2 separate regions of the Oryctolagus cuniculus genome follow, and region 1 is linked to region 2. Evidence: chromatin contacts called from public Micro-C data. All regions are on one chromosome and are shown on one strand. Each heading gives the region's core, a stretch centred on a gene start, on an enhancer-like site or on the middle of the called end of the contact. The rest is flanking DNA. Distances are from core to core; before and after follow the strand shown. Region 1 holds the start of CCDC90B (coiled-coil domain containing 90B). Region 2 holds the start of DDIAS (DNA damage induced apoptosis suppressor).

Region 1 (5,554 bases), core at 2,203-4,702, 330 kb after region 2:
AGCAGTAAAACAGGTTAACTCTTCTACTGTGGCAGTCTTTCTAGGAAGAAAAGTTGTTTTATTAATAGCCCACCACAGGTCATGATTCAAACGTAATCATTACATAAAATCAAAGATGGCATAGAAGGTAAAACCACCGCCTGCAGTGCTGGCATCCCATATGGGCACCAGTTCTAGTCCTGGCTGCTCCACTTCCAATCCAGCTCTCTGCTATGGCCTGGAAAAGCAGTAGAAGACAGCCCAAGTTCTTGGGCCCCTGTACCCACGTGGGAGACCCAGAAGAAGCTCCTGGCTCCTGGTTTTGGATTGGCTCAGCTCTGGCGGTTACAGCCAATTGGGGAATAAACAGTGATGGAAAATCTCTCTCTCTCTCTCTGCCTCTCTCTCTCTGTGTAACTCTGACCTTCAAATAAATAAATAAATCTTAAAAAAAAAAATCAAAGATTTGGCAAAATTCTATTCTCTGTTTACAGAATCTTGTGGGACTAGCATTGTGGTGTAGTAGGTAAAGCCCTACCTATAATGCTGGCATCAAATAGGGGTGCCAGTTCGTGTTCTGGCTGCTCCACTTCTGATCCAGCTCCCTGCTAATGGCCTGGGAAAAGCGCAGACCGTCATGAAGCTCCTGGCTCCAGTTTAGCTCAGCCCTGGCTGTTGCAGCCACTTGGGGAGTAAACCAAGAGATGGAAGAGCTCTCTAACTCTGACTTACAAATAAATCTTTTTAAAAAAATGAATCCTGTGACTATTCTAACTCTTCAGTCTCTAGATAGTGACTTTATGAAAGGTTCTTTTTTGGTGTGGTGCTTTTATAGAGAAAAACAGAGATACAACTGAATTTTGAAGGCAGGTAGGTGGACAGAAATGTAGTTATGAAAAAGATTGTTTAATAAAATTGTCAGAACAAAGAAAAATGAATTACCTGTTGAGCTTGAGTGACCATCTCCTTATAGATAGTATCCAGGCTGACATTTGATAAAGTGGTTAATGCTGATACAATTGTTTCTGCTTGTGCTTTGTCAAATCCTGTAAGCAGAAAACTAGTATTTGCATTGTTTTAAAAGCAGATATTTTGATCAGAATAGACAGAATAACTACTGAACATTTAAACTGTTTTAACTTTTAAAAAAATGTTTACAATTAAACACTTGACAAATAGTGCTAAATTATTCCCCAAAAGCATTCAAGAATTTAAATTCTCACTGATATATATCTTCCATCTATATTAACTATGGATATCACTAGGTTTGAGTGTGTAATTGGCATTAAAAATAGTACTGTACTGCTATTTTACTTTGTATTAAGTTTTCATTTCCTTGTTTGTAGTGAGATTAAGCATTTTTACATGTACTTGTGGTTATTTAATTTTCTGTGTGCTGCTTATTGATAACCTTTGTCCATTTTTCTATAAAATTGATGAATTTCTTGTTGATTCCTAAGAACTCTTTTACATTTAGTTTTCAATAGAGGATCTATTATATTTTTTTCCACAACTAGTCATTTCTCATGTATCTCACTTATAGTGCCTCCTTTATCACATGCTAAATTTACATGTCTCATTCTCATATTAATTAACTTTCTCTGCCCTATCACACATTTTAGTGCATTTGTTCTTTGACTTTTAAAAATTATTCCTGTATATTTTCACTTCTAGATTTTTCCTTTCTTATTTAAGTGGAATTATTCTGCAGTTTTATAAAATTATTTTTTAACATATTGAGCATTCCTTATAGCAGTAAATATTCTTCAAACACTATTGTTTTTCATGATTGTACATTATGTATGGGTTGTATTTCTATTTAAATAGCTACTCTTAACTGTTCATAATAATGACAGTGTCTTTAGGTAAATTACTAGATTAGTACTTTTAATTTTCTTCTTTCAAAAGGTACCAATGTTTCTTACCATTAGTTTCCAAGTCCTGAACCAATGCATGGGTATCAAAAGTTAACTTCCTTTGTTCTAAAGGAGTTATGTCCACTGGCCGCCTGTCATAGCCTTCCTTGTTTGTGGTGGTCAAGAAACCTGAAGACAAGACAGTGTTGTTTTATGGCTAATAACCGACAGAGGTATCAGTTTAGCTTCTAAAGCATTCATTCACCTTATCTATAACATAGTTCCAGGTCTTCTAATTAGGAATTCTATAACCTCAGGCAACTTAACGCATCTGCATCCTTCTTTTATCTGAAAAGTCTGCTATTACCCTGTACACAGTAAACATTCAACAAATACTAACTGTAGGGAGGAATACTTAAGGTTTCTCCAAGAACACTCAATTTTGTGTATACTGAACATCTACACATGAACCAAAGTCCTTGTCAATGACTCAGGCAGCCAACCAGCAACCCTATGGAGGGCCAACAACTGCGGTCTCGACCCGCTGTTCGTAAAATCAAACAACGGGCAAAACAACACAAATTGTCTCAAAAACAAAGCCAGAAGCTCTTCAAGACACACTGCTAACAGGGAAGCCGACTGGCCCGACACCATAGATTCCAGCACTGTTTTTTCTCCCCCTTTTCCTTCTTAAACGGCTATTACGTGATTACAAGGTGCTGGGAATTACAGCGATAATAAAGCTGACCTGACCGGAAATGCATGATGCGGTCTACAAAAAAACGGCTTGGGGCCACCACGCAAGTAACAGTCTAAATTTCAACAGGCCGCAAAAAAACCTGGGCGCTTCCAAAGAGACACTCGGCCTCAGGTGACACAGAAAAGGGATTCGGCCAAGAGAGGAGCCCAGAACCTCCGGGGATAGCGCTCCGAAGAGGAAGGCGGCTTCTTCCTGGTCCCCGCCCCACGGGTCCATCCAGGGAGGCTGGGGAGAAGGCGTGGCGCCTCCGCCTCCCGCCCGCCCGAGCAGGACTGTCTCCCCACGGAGCCCGCGGGCAGCGTGGCACGGCGCCTTGTCTCACCTCGCCGGAAGAGCGGCGAGAAACGGCTGTGGGGGGCTGACAACCAATCGCCCACGCTGCTTTTCGAGCGCAGAAGTCGCCAAACCCAGGCACTCCTCATGTCCCCGCAGTTTTCCGGTGAGGGAGGCGGCGGAAGACGGCCTGAATTTCGCACAGGCTTTCGGGCAAGGTAGTTCTGGTACAATACGAATGCTGGGAAATGTAGTTCTCAGCCTGTCACAGGCACGCTGCCCCGCCCGTCCGCGCAGGCGCGCATCGCGGTGCCGCGAAGCTGGGCCTCTTCACGGGTGGACCCACTGTTAACGAGCATGATTTAGAGCTGCTCCACTTCTCCCACCGCCCTTCCCGACCTGTGCACGCCGTTACCGCGCTAAGAAAGTGGGATCCTATCGGAGAACCTTTCCGGTGCCCGTTTCCTGAAAGGTACACGAAGAGCCTCCAAATCGGCCCGAGACAGGCTATTCTACGGAGCGGTGGTTATGTCTATCCGCACCGCTACCTGGGCTCTGAAGGCCTCTATCGCTGAGCATTCTGGGAGGCCGCGTACTCGGAACCCACGAAACCTGGCAATTGTGGGCCAGTGAGCGGTTCACTCTTGCTAGTTCGCCCCCTGGCGCACAGGAGGACCAACTGAATTTAGTGGCTTTGATGCCTCTGGGGAAATGGTTCCTCTGGCTCCTCCAGTGGACATAAGTTTTCACCGTTTATCTTCTGAAGATGCTGCGTAGTTGTGCTGCTCAAAAGCACTCATGTACATGAGTGTTCTTCATGAATCCTGAAGCCACACACAACCGTTAGCCGTTTAGTGGCTTATTTATTCTCACCAGGCTCTAAACGGTGAAACACTAAGTTTCCTACTTGTGTATATTCAAAATATTATGAATCAGCTAAATAATAAGTGTCGTTGTAAGCACTGAGGCACATTTAAAAGGAGAAAGAACTTTATTCCTTCCAGCAAGGGCTTTAACACATAATTCATGGGGATGAAACAGAAACAGCTATTTTTAAAATTGGGACCAGAAAAATTTTGAAAGTTTAATCTCATCAGGAGAAAATAAAAAGCAAAACATAAGACTACCCCATTTTTACTTATAAAGATTTTTTAAAAATTAATTCTTAATGCTAGCAAATATGCAATTAGGTGTATAACATTGCTGGTAGAAGCGTAAATTATTACAACATATTATTAGGAAAGCAATTCAATAATACATATGAAACTAAAAAGTGAGTAGCTAGTTTCACTTCTAAGAACCTAGCCTAAGAAAAGAATCACATCTGTAGCCAAGATATTTTACAATGATGGCTTCCTTTGTGATGTTTGAAAATATTGTAAATATTCAGAAGTGATTCAAGGGACCAGTGTTGTCACACGGTGGGTTAAGCTGTTGTCTGTAGCACTGGCATCCCATATGGGCATCGATTCAAGTCCCAGTTGCTCCACTTCTGATCCAGCTTCCTGTTAATGCACCTGGGAAAGCAGTGGAGGATGACCCAAGTGTTTGGACCCCAGTACTCACATGGGAGACCCGGAAGAAGCTCCTGGCTGCTGGTTTCAGTCTGTCCCAGCCCTGGCCACTGCAGCCATCTGAGGGAGGAGTGAACCAGCCAGGATATAAAATATCTCTCCTCTCTCTTTTTAACTCAGATTTTCAAATGGATAGATAAATCTTAAAGAAGTGATTCAATGAGTCACAGAAATGCTCCACATTGCAATTTGATGCAATCGTTAAAATATTTTTTTACGGGGCCAGCGCTGTGGTGCAGCGGGTTAAAGCCCTGGCCTGAAGCGCCAGCAGCCCATATGGGCGCCGGTTCTAGTCCTGGCTGCTCCTCTTCTGATCCAGCTCTCTGCTATGGCCTGGGATAGCAGTAGAGGATGGCCCAAGTCCTTGGGCCTCTGCACCCGCGTGGGAGACCTGGAAGAAACTCCTGGCTCCTGGCTTCGGATCGATGCAGTTCCAGCTGTTGTGGCCATCTGGGGAGTGAACCAGTGGATGGAAGACCTCTCTCTCTGTCTCTACCTCTCTCTGTAATTCTTTAAAATAAATAAAATAAATCTTTTAAAAATATTTTTAAAACAATATATTAGGGACAGGAAAATTCATATACTGGTATAATGCTTCTCAACTTAGGGTTCTATTCCAATAAGCCCATCGTAAAATGAAAATAAATCTAAAATGCATTTGATGCGGACATGAGTAACAATTTTATGACTTTACGATGGTATGAGAGGGCTATGCAATAAGTAAAAATTATTTTGTGAATTACAAATTTTGACTTTTCCCTGTTCTAGCCGCATGTGGTGTGACAACCTTTGTGATGCTGGTAGTGGCAAGGAGCTGCAACTTGCACTTAGAAACTGATAGCCCTGTTGCTAAAGCATCCCCATCATCCACTGGCCGATTTCAGCTCAATGCTTCTGTAACCAAGGGGAGAGAATTGGACAGGAGGGGGGCATGAGAACAGCGATAGAGAATCTGAAATAGTTTATGGGCTTGAGCCTATTTTTCAGAGGATGCTGCAGGAAAGCTTATCTTCCAACACTGTAACCCCCCCCCGGGGGGGGCACAATACCAAGGACAAGGGAAGCTCCGAGAAAACATTCAGAATGGGAACTGTAAACATGCAATGTGTAAA
Region 2 (5,785 bases), core at 1,945-4,444:
GTCATTTCCAATTAAAAATCTACATAGAAGTGACCAACTATTCTAACTATAATTATGCAACAAATACATTAAGTGTAAGTTTTTCTCAAAAAAAGGAAGAAAGAAAATTCATTTGGAGCTGATGTAAGGAAAATTTTATAATGATAATAAAGATATGTCATAGACTCTGTGTCCTAAAATAGAAACTAAATATAAAAATGGGTAAAAGGTAGCTGAGGAGAGCAAAATATTTTGCAGATCACCAAAAATGGAAAAAGAACCAGCCTTAAATTTATATTTCTAAAGAGCAAAGTGACCAACCAACTAAAATACAACAAAGGTATATAAATTTCAAGATCACTCCCTTCTGTCCTTTCATTTCTCCCTTTTTTTTCTGTTAATAGTTCTTTTTCATCAATTCCTATAGGGATTTTTTGAGATCTTCTATTCCAAGAGTTCTTCCCTAATTTTACTCTGGCAATAAAATTATGAAAATTGCCATATATAAAATCCTAATATGGGAAAACAGATAAAAGTAGAGAGCTCCAAGTGAAAAGAGGCCAGGAAGTTGTTGGAAGACCTGACTTGGTCTCCACTTCAGCCCTCACCCAGATCTGAGATAGCTCTCTAAAGAGCCTTTAATTTTCCTCAGTAAAGTCTAAAACACATCAATTCTTATCCCAATCTCTAATTTTATAAATGAAAAAACTGTGCCCTAGAGTGTTCAAGAAAGATGTCCATTTTCTTGGTGTTTCTGCTAAAAATAAAACACTTTCTTTTCCTCATAAACTCAAATTCAAATCTCTGGGTTACAAGTTATTCTACAAGCTCACACCATCTATCCCAAATTCCTATTAACAACTCACATATATCTGTAACCATGCATTTAACAAGTGTATGCATTTAATAAATTGTAGCCATGTACTCTAATAGGGACAAAGCTCTCATTTAATCATCGCAACTCCTGCCAGGAGATCAAGAAATAAGGCTGAGAGATGTACTACAATTTACCAAAGGTTGCAGAGCTGGCAGGGAGGAATCCTGGATCATCTGAGTCCTAAAGCCAAGACTCCAAGATCCAAATTCTTGCACTCTTTCTAATCTCAACCTTTCCCAACTTTTTGCCTATCTTTATGCAGGCCCGCAGAAACACAGAACCGAAAGGGTTTCTTGTCATTTCACGCAGAATGCACTTCCCATTCAGACTTGCAGATTGCCTCATGTCACAGCCAAGCACAAAAGGCATCCAGACTTTCTTAACTCTAAACTCAAGTTAAAAGGGAAGACATTTGGCACAGCCATTAAGTCACAGCTTGGGACGCCCATATCCTATATCAGAGTGCCTTGTCTGAATCTCAGCCATTCCACTTTTGATCCAGCTTCTTGCTAATGTGTATCCTGGGAGGCAGCTGATTGATGGCTCAAGTAATCGGGTCCCTGGTACCCACTTGAAAGACCTGAATGAAGTTCCTGATTCCTGGCTTTACCCTGGACCCCTTGGTTGCAGGCATTTGGGGAGTGAACCAGCAGAGGGGAGATCTCTGTCTCTACCTTTCAAATACAATTAAAATTTTAAAAAATTTAAACTTAGTTACAGAACACAGAGACTAATTCCCCCCACACATTTTAAGTCCTGACATATTTCTACAACTTTCTTGAAAAACACAGGCTATATAAGTTATCTTATAGGGAACAGGGACTGACAAAAATTACTAATGAAAGCACTACAAAGTCAACTTTAAGCTAATCTCGAGTTGACAGACTGGTGTTTTAGACTGGATAAATATTCTACAATACCTAATAGGTAAAGATATGAAAATGTGTATTTAGGGACTGCTTGTGAGGCAAAGAATGCCTGTCACCACAGACTAGGGGCCAGAGTTGTGATTCAATAATTTGAATGTGGAGGAAAACCAAGAGAATTTATATGGGAGCAGGAGTTGTTTAAGTGATGGTTGTAGCCAATTACAGATGAGCCTGAATCAAGAGAATTATTGATAATGGTAGGAGAAATTTTAAATAGCACTGGGAAATGGAGCCCCCACTGGGAAAGTGTGAATCAAAGACCGGATAGGTCCTAGGTAGTAGAAGATCCGAACGGGAGTAGGCTGGGTTGCCCGGGCTCTGTGGGGCTGGAGTCCTGGCGGTTGGGCCTGGGACGGCGAACCTCCCTCCTCTTCCCCTGGCTCTTACCTTCTGCTCGAAGTAGAGAATTGAGTAGTTGTTGGCTAGAGCAGGGCGGGACGTGGGATTGGTTGGCAAATGTAGGCTGCCAAGAGTCCTTAGGGCTGGCCGGAGGATTACGGCGGCTCCAGGCGCCAGAAGAGCCAAGAGCAGCAGCAAGAGGGCTCCGCGGCCCATGGCTCAGGCTGCCGGCTGCAGTGTGAAAGGGCGACACGCAGAACCGCGCCGTCCCAGCCCGGCACAGCCCACAGCTCCGCCTACTGCATACCGGCTCCTCCCCCGGCAGACCCAAAGCCAGCCAGCCCCTCAACCACGCCGCCCCCTGTGTCCTAGGGCGCTGCTTCCACTCCACTTCCCTCACGAGCCATCCCTTCACCTGAGCGCACCTTCATTGCGGTCACACCCCGAGTCTGCCCTGGCCGTATCCCATCTTTGTCTATAGCGCCGGGCAAGTTAAAACCCAAGTTACAGAACATCACTTTACACCCCTACCTTTACTCTCACCCCCGAACCCTACCCTGGGCACTGCAAGTCCGTTGCGGTACCACCCTGCCCTCGGCAAATCCCTCATGGTAATAATAGCTACTATGACAACATTGACTGTTCACTACATGCCCGTCCAAAAGTAAACATGACAGCGCGCATACCATGTCACCGAATTCAACCATCTGCGCTTCCTGCACGATCGTTCTGTCATTCACAGACAAGGAAACTGGGTCTCAGGGAGGTGTAGGGACTTGTACTGGGTCACTCAGAGAGCGGACAGGGGAGCGGGGCTTGGCAGCCCCCTCCGTCCGGCTCCAAAGGTCGCGCGCCTCGCAGCTAACCTCCATTCTGTCGCCTCCCGTGGTACCGGTGTTCTGGTGCACCAACCCCTCCCAGCTGCCCGCTCAACCCGCCCCTTAGGAAGGTCGCTCAGAGCCCACTTGGCCCGAATCCCGCCCAGTTTGCGACTCTTCTTCCTGGTGACGCCTCCTTTCTGTTCCCGGAACCTGCTAACTCACTCGAGGGCCCAGCTCTCTCCCTGTCACTGCCACTCCTTTCGTCCCTCCGCCCCCCGTCCTGCCACCCGCCTCAGACAGCGCCGCCCTCAGTCCTCCCGACTCAGCCAACTCTATTCTCTTCCAGTCAACCCGCCGGACAGCCCCCAAGGCAGTGCCACCCGCTGCCACGCCTCCCCGGGACCTCCTCGCCCAGCTGCCTCCGCTCTGCCTCCAAGTCGGCTTTACGTAGTAGTACTGCTCCATCAGGCGGGAAAGAAATCCCCTCAAACATGCCTCCACCCTAGTTTCACACGAAAAGTTATTTCACTATGCTCGCGGAATTTGGCGGCTTAGCGCCCCTCCTTGCGGCGCCTCTCGTGATTGGCTCTCAGGAACCACGGCCCGAACGTCACTTCCGGCGGAAGGGAGCGCGGGAGATTTGATTGGAGGGCGCCCGGGGAGCTGTGGATTCCGGTAGTTCGCGGAGCGTTGCCTGGGCTGGTCCCCCAGTCCTGTGCCTCAGGTGAGGAGCTGGGAAGGAGGTTTTTGGGGAGAACAATGGCCAGGGATTGCTACCGAGGCCCTCTACGTTGTTGTGAGTGAAACTCTGAGCCCTGCATTTTGTTTGCTTCAGGACTTCATTTCTCTGTAAAGGAGCGGACGTGCGTGTGGAGGAGTTAAAAGGTCCATCATTTTATTTTACACTCAGTGCTTTTAAGGTCACTCCGCGAACGTTTGCAAACCATTTACCGTGTTGTGCCGTGGAGCTAGTGACGGGGGGGGGGGGGGGGGGGGGTTCTAGAACCGGAAATAGGAAAGGGGACGACTCTCGCTTACGTTTTCAGCTGCCTACTGTGCAGGGTAGTACGTACTGAAAAGGGGTCTTTCCCAAACTGCTTTGATGGTCCACAGGGATTATAGTAATGCTTAACCTACCCATATGCTCAAACTAAAAACTGGAAAGTTTCCTAGATCCTTCCTCTTCTCACATCCAAGCAAGCATACCAGTCCCTTGAATAGCTCAGCTCCGTTTATTTGTCTCCGCTTTCACTGACATTACTTTGGATCAACCCTATAACTGCTATGTAACTGTGAAAGAGACTCCCAGCTGGTTTTCCTGCTTTCAGTGTTGCTGCTTTCCAATCCAGACTCCACACTGCCAGACTGAGAAAATGCAGGGTTTTTTGTTTGGTTGTTTTTTTTTTTTTTTTAGAGATTTATTTTATATATTTATTTGAAAGGCAGAATTAGAGAGAGGTAGAGACAGAGAGATCTTCCATCCGCTGGTTCACTCCCCAAATGGCCACAAGGGCCAGACGGGAGCCAGGAGCCTCCTCCAGATCTCCCACATAGGTGCAGTGGGCCCAAGCACGTGGGTCATCCTCAGCTGCTTTCTCAGGTGACTCAGCAGGGAGCTGGATCAGAAGTGGAGCAGCCAGAATTCAAAGGGCACGCATATGGGATGCTGGTGTCACAGACAGTGGCTTTGCCACAGTGCTGGCCCCAAAAGTACAGATTTTACCTGGCCACTCTCCCTACTTTTCAATCCTGTGGCTGGTGCTGTGGCACAGCAGGTTAATGCCCTGGCCTGAAGCGGGGCATCTCATATGGGCACTGGTTCAAGACCCAGCTGCTCCACTTCTATCCAGCTCTCTGCTATGACCTGGGAAAGCAGTGGAAGATGGCCCAAATCCTTGGGCCCCTGCACCCACGTGGGAGACCTGGAAGAAGCTCCTGGCTCCCTGCTTTAGATAGAAGCAGCTCCGGCTGTTGTTGCCATCTTGGAAGTGAACTGGCAGATGAAAGGCCTCTCTCTCTCTCTGCCTCTCCTTCTCTCTCTGTGTAACTCTGAATTTCAAATAAATAAATAAATAAATCTTTTAAAAAAAAAAAAACTTTTCAATCCTATTTGTCCTCCTGTTAATACAAACTCCTTAACCTGGCTCCTTATTGGGCCTTTGCCTGTCTCTCCATCTCCAGTGTTTTTCTACCACTCAGCCCTAGTTTTCAACCATAAAAAATGTCTTTTCCTCTCACCCTCAAACCTTTTCTAACCACATCCCCAACCCAGATTTTTCCCCTGTACTGTATAGGTCTCAGTTTGCATGACCTTTTTTAAGTGAGGCAGCCTTTCTTGCCCCCAAGACTGGATAACAGAGCACCCAGTAATTATTCATTCTGCAGATATTCCTCTATGCCAAATCATTGCATTACAATGGTGAATAAGATAGATTTCTGACCTAATGGAAGTTTCCTTTTATGGATTGATTTAAGAAGGATAATAACAGGGTCACTACAGGATTTAGATTGGTCTGAGAAGTCTTTTTTTTTTTTTTTTTTTTTTTTTGACAGGCAGAGTGGACAGTGAGAGAGAGAGAAAGGTCTTCCTTTTGCCGTTGGTTCACCCTCCAATGGCCGCTGCAGCCGGTGCACCGCGCTGATCCGATGCAGGAGCCAGGAGCCAGGTGCTTTTCCTGGTCTCCCATGGGGTGCAGGGCCCAAGCACCTGGGCCATCCTCCACTGCACTCCCTGGCCACAGCAGAGAGCTGGCCTGGAAGAGGGGCAACCAGGACAGAATCCGGCACCCCAACTGGGACTAGAACCCGGTGTGCCGGCGCCGCAAGGTGGAGGATTAGCC

Evidence for each region. Hi-C and Micro-C count contacts between places; a contact is called where the count stands out from the background.
Region 1: a Micro-C map of ear pinna shows a contact between it and region 2, with 6 times the contacts expected there. The contact joins the promoter of CCDC90B here to the promoter of DDIAS in region 2. A contact is called at or near these places in 2 of 6 Hi-C or Micro-C datasets (ear pinna and an unstated tissue).

The regions. Positions count from the first base shown.
Region 1 is chr1:74,283,574-74,289,127 of mOryCun1.1, forward strand. It overlaps CCDC90B (coiled-coil domain containing 90B), which reads right to left and starts at 3,453. Exons shown (of 9, transcript XM_002708472.5): 1 at 2,918-3,453; 2 at 1,905-2,024; 3 at 922-1,025. The coding sequence starts at 3,017.
Region 2 is chr1:73,951,238-73,957,022 of mOryCun1.1, forward strand. DDIAS (DNA damage induced apoptosis suppressor) reads left to right here and starts at 3,195. Exons shown (of 5, transcript XM_008263336.4): 1 at 3,195-3,669. It overlaps PRCP (prolylcarboxypeptidase), which reads right to left and starts at 3,139. Exons shown (of 9, transcript XM_017344368.3): 1 at 2,811-3,139. The coding sequence starts at 2,831.